Linked DNA regions of Mus musculus: region 1 is linked to region 2. The links are chromatin contacts, called in public promoter capture Hi-C maps. All regions are on one chromosome and are shown on one strand. The core of a region is the stretch at or near the end of the contact, and the rest is flanking DNA. Distances in the headings are between cores, read along the strand shown.

What was found. Promoter capture Hi-C pulls out the DNA fragments that hold promoters and counts their contacts.
Region 1: a contact with region 2 is called in a promoter capture Hi-C map of pre-B cells, with 3 times the contacts expected there. The contact joins the promoter of Nmb here to the promoter of Arpin in region 2. A contact is called at or near these places in 3 of 39 promoter capture datasets (liver and pre-B cells), 1 of 115 datasets of contacts at active chromatin or transcription factors (pro-B cells) and 1 of 9 other capture datasets (liver).

The regions. Positions count from the first base shown.
Region 1 is chr7:80,903,596-80,907,228 of GRCm38.p6, reverse strand. It overlaps Nmb (neuromedin B), which reads left to right and starts at 2,167. Exons shown (of 3, transcript NM_026523.4): 1 at 2,167-2,408; 2 at 2,923-3,095. The coding sequence starts at 2,252.
Region 2 is chr7:79,933,481-79,937,201 of GRCm38.p6, reverse strand. Arpin (actin-related protein 2/3 complex inhibitor) reads left to right here and starts at 1,938. Exons shown (of 6, transcript NM_027420.4): 1 at 1,938-2,049. The coding sequence starts at 1,958. It overlaps Gm31966 (a long non-coding RNA gene), which reads right to left and starts at 1,763. Exons shown (of 3, transcript XR_391645.4): 1 at 1,022-1,763.

The DNA.
Region 1 (3,633 bases), core at 918-3,417, 970 kb before region 2:
ACGTGCACCAAGGTTCCGTGCAGTTAGGGCCGCTGCCTGGCCTGCCCACTTTGCAGGGCTTCCCGGCATCCTGGGCTCTCGCTCTCTTCACTGAGTAGCAGCTTCCTGGCTTGCTGTGTGTGTCAGATCCGTGAGCCTGTGAGAACAGAACTCAGTGTCACGTGCAGGAGAGCAGTGAGCTGGGAGAGGTAGTGTCACTAGCTCTGCCCCCAGAGAACTCAAAACTCACCCCGGTGCTGAGCGGATACAGGCGTGGGAAAATGGCGTGCATGTGTTAGGGGGAGCTGTGTGTGTTCTCAAAGCTTTGGGTACATCAGGCAGTGCCCCAAAGGTGTCATGACAAGTAACGAAGCCTCTGAGGTGATCTCTGACAGTGACATAAGAGAGAAGCTTGTCAGGTGAGTTCCTTCAAGCATTTAAGGAAGTCAGCACTCACTAAAGTCAATACTGTTTCCTTTGGTTTCTACGTCCATGGACCAAAGCGACAGTCTGAGCATGTGATAGATGCAGAAAAGCGGGAGGCAGCCACACAGGGAAGATTAGTATGGGAAGGTGATAAGAGCTATATCTGAACACCATGGCTAAGCTGTGACAAGAAAGCAGGGAGGTGTGAATGTCAGGTTGGAAGTGAGAAGCAAGGAGACTGAAGGGAAAAGCCAGGGCCAGAAATGGACTGTCACTGTCCCGTGTGCCACACTCCAGAACCTCAGTAACACGGCCTCAGAAAACTTCCCTGGGCCTGGGGGATGAAGGCTAAGCTTAGGCAGTGCTTGCCGTGCAAGTATGAGTACTGAGTTCAGATTCCCAGCACCAAACGCAAAGCCAGGGGTGTGGGCCAGCACCTAAAATCCCAGCGCTAGGCAGGTGGAGAGAGGAGGGTCCCTAGGCTTGCTGCCCAGCCAGGTTTGAGTCAATGAGCTCCAGTTTCAGCAAGAGACCCCGCCTCAAAAAGTAAGGTGTAGGCTGGGGAGATGACGAAGTGGATAAAAGCACTTGCAGCCACAAGGCTGAGCTAAGTTCAGATTGGTAGAACCCACATGACAAACTGTATGTACTGACACATACATGCAATCAGTGTTCCTGTGGTGAGATGAGAGAGATGGATGGGAGAATAACCCAGAATCTGTGGGCCTGCTAAACTGGACTATATGACAGACAGCAGAAAGAAGGACACCCTGTCTCAAACAAAGCAGAAGGTAAGAACTGACCCAGTAAAGACAGCAAACCAAGTAGAGTGGCTCACATCTATAATCTGGTACTTAGGAACCTGAGACAGGAGGCTTGCTATAAGTTCAACTCAATCTGTTCTATGTAGGAGTTCCAGGACAGAGAGCTACATAGCTCATGTCCCAAACAAAATAAAAAGATTATGCTAGGCAGCACAAATGATGCAGTAAAGGGTCCAAGACCTAATACTCTATTCCATCAGTCACTCCTTGACTTAGTTTCTAATGAGTAAGTGAACTCTTGTGAACAGGAAATTGGTGTCCCCTCCTGCCCCTCCCACAATGCTGGGTCGGAGCACATATCTGCCCCTGATCATTCAGGGATGCCACTGATGACTGAAGATACTTTCCAAGACCAATAAGAACAGCTCTGGAAGGCAGAGTTCTGCTTCTCCACAAGTAGTATGGTTATTTCCGTTTTACACTAGAGAAGTCATCTGGCCCAGCAATCTTTCCACTGATCTGACCTACAGTATGATAAGCCAGGCCCTTTAAAGGGTACCACTACTAGGAGGCAGCTCCTCACTCCCTTCCCCATAATTCTGTCCCCGTTCTGGGCACAGAACTTGTCCAGGTTATCCAGTGTGTGCCATTTGTGAGCACAAAGCAGGGCAAACAAGGCTCAGATGGTTTGAGACAGGAGGTGACAGGATTCTTGAGTTCCTCTGCGGGATGATGCCAAACACATAGACTGCCAAAAGCAGGGCTTCTTGTTCTGCTTTAGCTTTAAGGAGAAGCTTTGAGGGCTGAAGTAACAACTTGATGGAAACACAGAAAGCTGTGTTGGTGGCCTTGGGAACCACCTTTGCTGGGGACGATGCCATAAGCACGCGAGTGTGGTGGGTTTCTAGGAGAAACCGGGATGCAAGGCTGTGTGGGCGGAGCCTGCGGGGCGGGGCTCTGGGGCGGAGCGAGCTCCGCTCCTCAGGCAGGCTCCGCTCCCGACTGTAGTTTAAAAGGCTGGAAGGCGGGCTTCGAGAACTAGTATCCTGAGAGTGCCAGAGAAGAGCCTGTTTGGCACAGCCATGACCCGGCAAGCAGGGAGCTCTTGGCTCCTCCGTGGTCTCCTGCTCTTCGCATTGTTCGCTTCCGGCGTCGCTCCCTTCAACTGGGATCTCCCGGAGCCCCGCAGCCGAGCAAGCAAGATTCGAGTGCACCCTCGGGGCAACCTCTGGGCGACCGGTAAGTGTTAGGGGACCCCCTATAAGCATGCCTCATTCTCCTTGGTCCTCAGTTTCCTTTTCAACACTTTGGAGGCTCTTGGTAGCGGAGCTCCTGCAGTCGCGGGGGGCTCATCAAGTTTAACAGATGGGAATCTTGAGACCCTAGACATGGCTAAGATAACCCACTCAGAAAGTTTAAGACAGAGATTAGATCCGGTTACCAGTCGGTTAGGCAGACTGACAAGTCTTCTCACCTCATGTCTTCTCTGCATCCATTTAGAGGCACCTTCTCCACTTCCTTCCCTGGCAGGTAGTCTCCCTGGTCCTGGGCTATCTACCCGTCTTCTATCCTCCAGCGGGTCAGGAAAAGCTCAGGATGTCAGCTTTGCCTCCACCCAGAGATCTGTGGCTTCTGAGGATAATGTTTCTTGTCTTCCCTCTGTGAGAGCCGAAAGGTCGACTAGACCAGAGCTTGCTGTGGTGATGGGGTCCTCATCTTGAGCTCCCATGTACCTTGGCACCTCCTTTCTTAGGTCACTTCATGGGCAAGAAGAGCCTGGAACCCCCGAGCCTGTCACTGGTGGGGACAGCACCCCCTAACACCCCGAGGGACCAGAGACTACAGCTGAGTCATGATCTGCTCAGGATCCTCCTGCGAAAGAAAGCTCTAGGCATGAACTTCAGTGGCCCAGCTCCCCCAATCCAGGTAAGCCCCCTCCCCAGTACCAGCATGGAAGAATTGCTGCCCAGCATGTCTTCAGGGTGGGACTGCCTAGCCAGACGGTAATGGATTCCAGAAAGCCAAGGTCCCAGGGCTCAAAGGGGGAATATCCCAAAGACTGGAAAATGACGCAGCAGCCAGACTACATGGGGGAAAAAGTTCCTCCTTGCCCATCCCCAGTCTGACGTCGCAGACTAGGAGTATTCTAGCTCTTAAATAGAGTGTTCTCCAGGCCACACAGCCTTGTCCACCCCAGCTGTCATTAGCCAAGCCCACCTTTGCCATGCCAGGCTGTGCTTGTGTCCCAAGCTGTGATCCCTACGGCCTTGAGGTGGAAGGGAAGTGACCAGTGGTGACACCTCAGAACCAGCCTGCTTTCCAGTCTCCCATCCACTTCCCAATGCCAGTGTTCCTGACAGTAAAGGCTCTGCAGGGCTGTCCTTTGCATTTGAGATGCTTAGCACATCCCTGGTCTCTACCCGCCAGAGGCCAGTAGCACATTCCCTTCTCACCAAGTTGTGAT
Region 2 (3,721 bases), core at 689-3,188:
ACCAACCAACCAACCAATCAAAAAACAAAACAAACAAACAAACAAACAAAACCTAGAAACCACCATCAACACAAACAAATAACTCCCCCACCCCCACCCCATACATGACTAGTGGCTGAGGAAGTGAATTTTAATGTGCAAATTTACTTTTATTATTGTTTGGGAATTTTGAGGCAGACTCTCACAATGTAGCCCTGCTAGCCTGGTACCCACTATATAGTTCAAGCTTGTAAGCACTGGGATTACAGGCGTGGAGCCCTGTGACCAGCAAAGGAGAAGCCCTTTTTCTATATTATTTAGATTCTATCATCTATGGTTTAGACTGGGTATGCAGCTCCCTGGTTGAACACTTGTCTGGTGTTCACAAACACCCTGGGTTCTATTTTCGGCACTGTTAAAATACAATTTAAGTAGCTACGTATAGCGTCCACAGAGGGCATTGCACATTTAGAGCCTGTGCGAAGGGGCAGTGACCCAGGAAAGGGACAGAAGAGGAAGGAGGCAGAGGAGTCAGGTGCCTATGAGCCTAGGACTTGCCAGAGGACACAGAGGACAGTCCTCCCCAGAGGATTGTTGTCCTTCTTTCTGGGAATTACAGAGCTGCCTGACAGGTCCAACATAGGCTGGGGTTGACTAGTCACAGACATCCTGTCTAGGGTCTGTTACATTTTTAGGGATCCACAAAACTATATTTTTGGAGCTGAGGATGTGGCTTGAGAAGACTGTTTGCCTAACGTTCATAAAGTCCTGGATTGAACCCCCAGTACCAAATAATCCAGGTGCAGTGGGTGGCCCACACCTGTAATCCTGGTTCTTGGGGAAGTATTGTAAGGAGAAAGGGGTTTGAAGTTATCCTTGGCTACATAGCGAGTTCAAAGCCAGCCTGAGATACATAAAATAATGTCTTAAAAATATTTATATTTTGTTAAAAGAGGAAGGACCCTTAAAAATAAAGTGTCTGAGACCATTCTGTGGTGATACTATGTGGGAGAGAGAGCTCCTTCCAAAGCTAACAACTCACCCTGGACTCTCGGGTATCTTCATTGTGGCTGAGGCAGGGGCACACCTGGCACAACAGAATGTGGCCACCTGCGCCAGAATTTGGCACAAAGGAGCCAATAAAACAAGACGATTTCCCAATGATTTCCGGGTCGGAGGAGATTCCCGGGTGCAGGCTGAGAATAAAAGGCTTGCAGACACTCTGGAGCAAAGGGCACTGTGGGGCTAGAGAAGCGATCGATCCATCCGAATCCTTGAGAAGTGTGAGACAAAGTAATGAATGCTATGTCCACGAGACTAGGAGAGGGAGAGTTCTATCTTTACAAACCATTAGACACGTTTCTTTCTATTTTTGCTGAGCAAGAAGCGTAGGCTCATTAAAGGTTGAGGAACTTGCTGGGATTGCAGAGATTGAGGTTTCCCTTGCTGCAGATCTGACCTATCCCTACTCCGTCACACATTCTGGGAACTCCCCTAAGCCATTGCGGAACCACGGGGAGGTCCAAAAGGGCAGAGTCCATGGAGACCGCTCTGTGGTTCCTCGTTGCTGTCCCGTCTTCTCCCTTCCTGCTCCCTGAGAAAATGTCCTACCAGAACAGATCCCAAGAAAGATCTACTTTCCTAAGCTTCAAGGCCGCTTTTTTGTATATTGATGTGTTTTGAGACAGAATCTCTGTATAGTACAGATGGGGACCGAACTCTCGATCTTTCTGTCTTAGTCTATAAGGACATGAAGGACAGTGGTCATTCCAAAAGCCCCCTGTTACTGCACGAGGTCTGGCTGTCAGGAATGAGGCTCGGCCCCTTTAAGTCCCAACTGGGAACGCCTCGGACTAGCTTCCCGGATCTGTTAACCCGGGAAGCTGGTGCTGCAGCGACCTCCAAGCTCCTGTCCCCGAGGTGCCCCGCCCTACGCGCCGGTTGCTTCCTGGAGCCACAGGGCCTCGGCGTGGGGAAAATGAGCCGCATCTACCAGGATAGCGCCCTCCGCAACAAGGCCGTGCAGAGCGCGCGCCTGCCGGGAACCTGGGACCCTGCCACCCACCAAGGGTAGGATGTGCTCTGTCCATCCGGTTGCTGGCCAGAGATGGGTTGCACTTTCTTCCGCGGCTGACCAGGGGTGGGTTGTACTCTGTCCACCGGGCCAGGGACTCCGCTACTGGCCAGAGGTGGGCTGTGCTTCCCTCCCCTTCCCACATTGTTAGCCAGATGTGGACTGGGCAAGGGAACTGCCAGGATTGGCTGAGTCGGGGCCCTGGCCCCTACTATGGCCAGCCGTAGTGGCCTGGGAGCATCCCTGGGGCCTGGGCTCCCTGGAGCATCCCTGAGGCCTCTGTCGAACTCAAGATCTGAGTCCTGCTCAAAGATTGATGGGGGTTGGGGGTGTAGGGGACACTGGGGAGAGAAACTGGGGTTGCCAAAACCACCCCAGGCATCCAGCTGGCTCTTCCCAAGGTCCCTGGCCAACACACGCTGGGAAGACAGATAAACTTGAAATTCCCGCCTGCAAGAATATCCACTGGAGGGATGCCCAGACTCCCAAATGGAACTACAGAGGCGGTGCTGGGGTTCCCACTGACCTCCGTCTTTTCCCCACACCAGGGCTCTAAACTCTAGCCATCTGTCACACTGCATCACTGGTGACCAGTTTGTGGTGTGGCAGGAACAATAGAGGGAGGGTGGGAATATCCGGAGGGTAATAAGCAGGATGGACAATTTCATTTACAGTCAGAAACAACAAGAATTATTCTACATGAAAGAAGCCAGGCCCAGAAAACCAAAATATCGCGTCATCTAGGAAGTGGAATCTAAAGTCCAACTCATAAGGTCTCCAGTGGAGCAGGTTCAGTCAAAGGGGGAATAAGTTCTGAGGATATAATGTATACATAAATTTGGTGGTGTGAGTCATTATGCAATGTGTACATATCAAGTTTTCTTGATAAATGCCTTCGATATAACCTGTCTTTGTCAGTTAAATATTTTTGGAAATAATTTAAGAGTAATTAGAGGCAAGGAATCCTGACCCAGCCCTCTTCCACAGTCTGTCTTCTTAGACCCACCCTTTTCCCCAGGTTAATGGTTTCAAAGTGGAAAGTCCCCAGGTCCCCAGGTCCCAGGTTCCCCTTTTATAGAATGATAAGGAGCCAGTTCTGGTTCTGGTTCCACTCTGTGTGGGATGCCGTGATTTTGGGCTAATTCCCACATCTCAGAGTCTCTAATTTCCAGCTGTCTGGTGACAATAGCCATCTCCTTGATGACCATGTAGGTATGAATGGGAACAGGAGCATGGAGGTTCTTTAAAGTGGGCAAAGCCACGTCTCACCAGAGGACCTGGGTTCCATTCTTGGCACCCGCAGCAGGGGACTCAAAACTGCTTGTAAGTCCAGCTGTTGGGGATTTGGTTCCTTCTCTGGACTCCACAGGCACCAGTACACACCAGTATACATGCTTATACTCACACAGTCACACATACTTCCACATAAATAAAAAATAATAAAAGCACCCAGGTGTGGTGGCTCACAACCTTAATCCCAGTACTTGGAAGGCAGAGGCAGGTTGGTCTCTGAGTTCAAAGCAGTTTGGTTTACTTAGTGAGTTCCAGGACAGCTAGAGATACATAGGGAAATCTTGTCTTTAAAAAAAGGGGGAGAGGGGCGCTGGAGAGATGGCTCAGCAGTTAAGAGCACTGACTGCTCTTCTGAAGGTCCTGAGTTCAAATCCC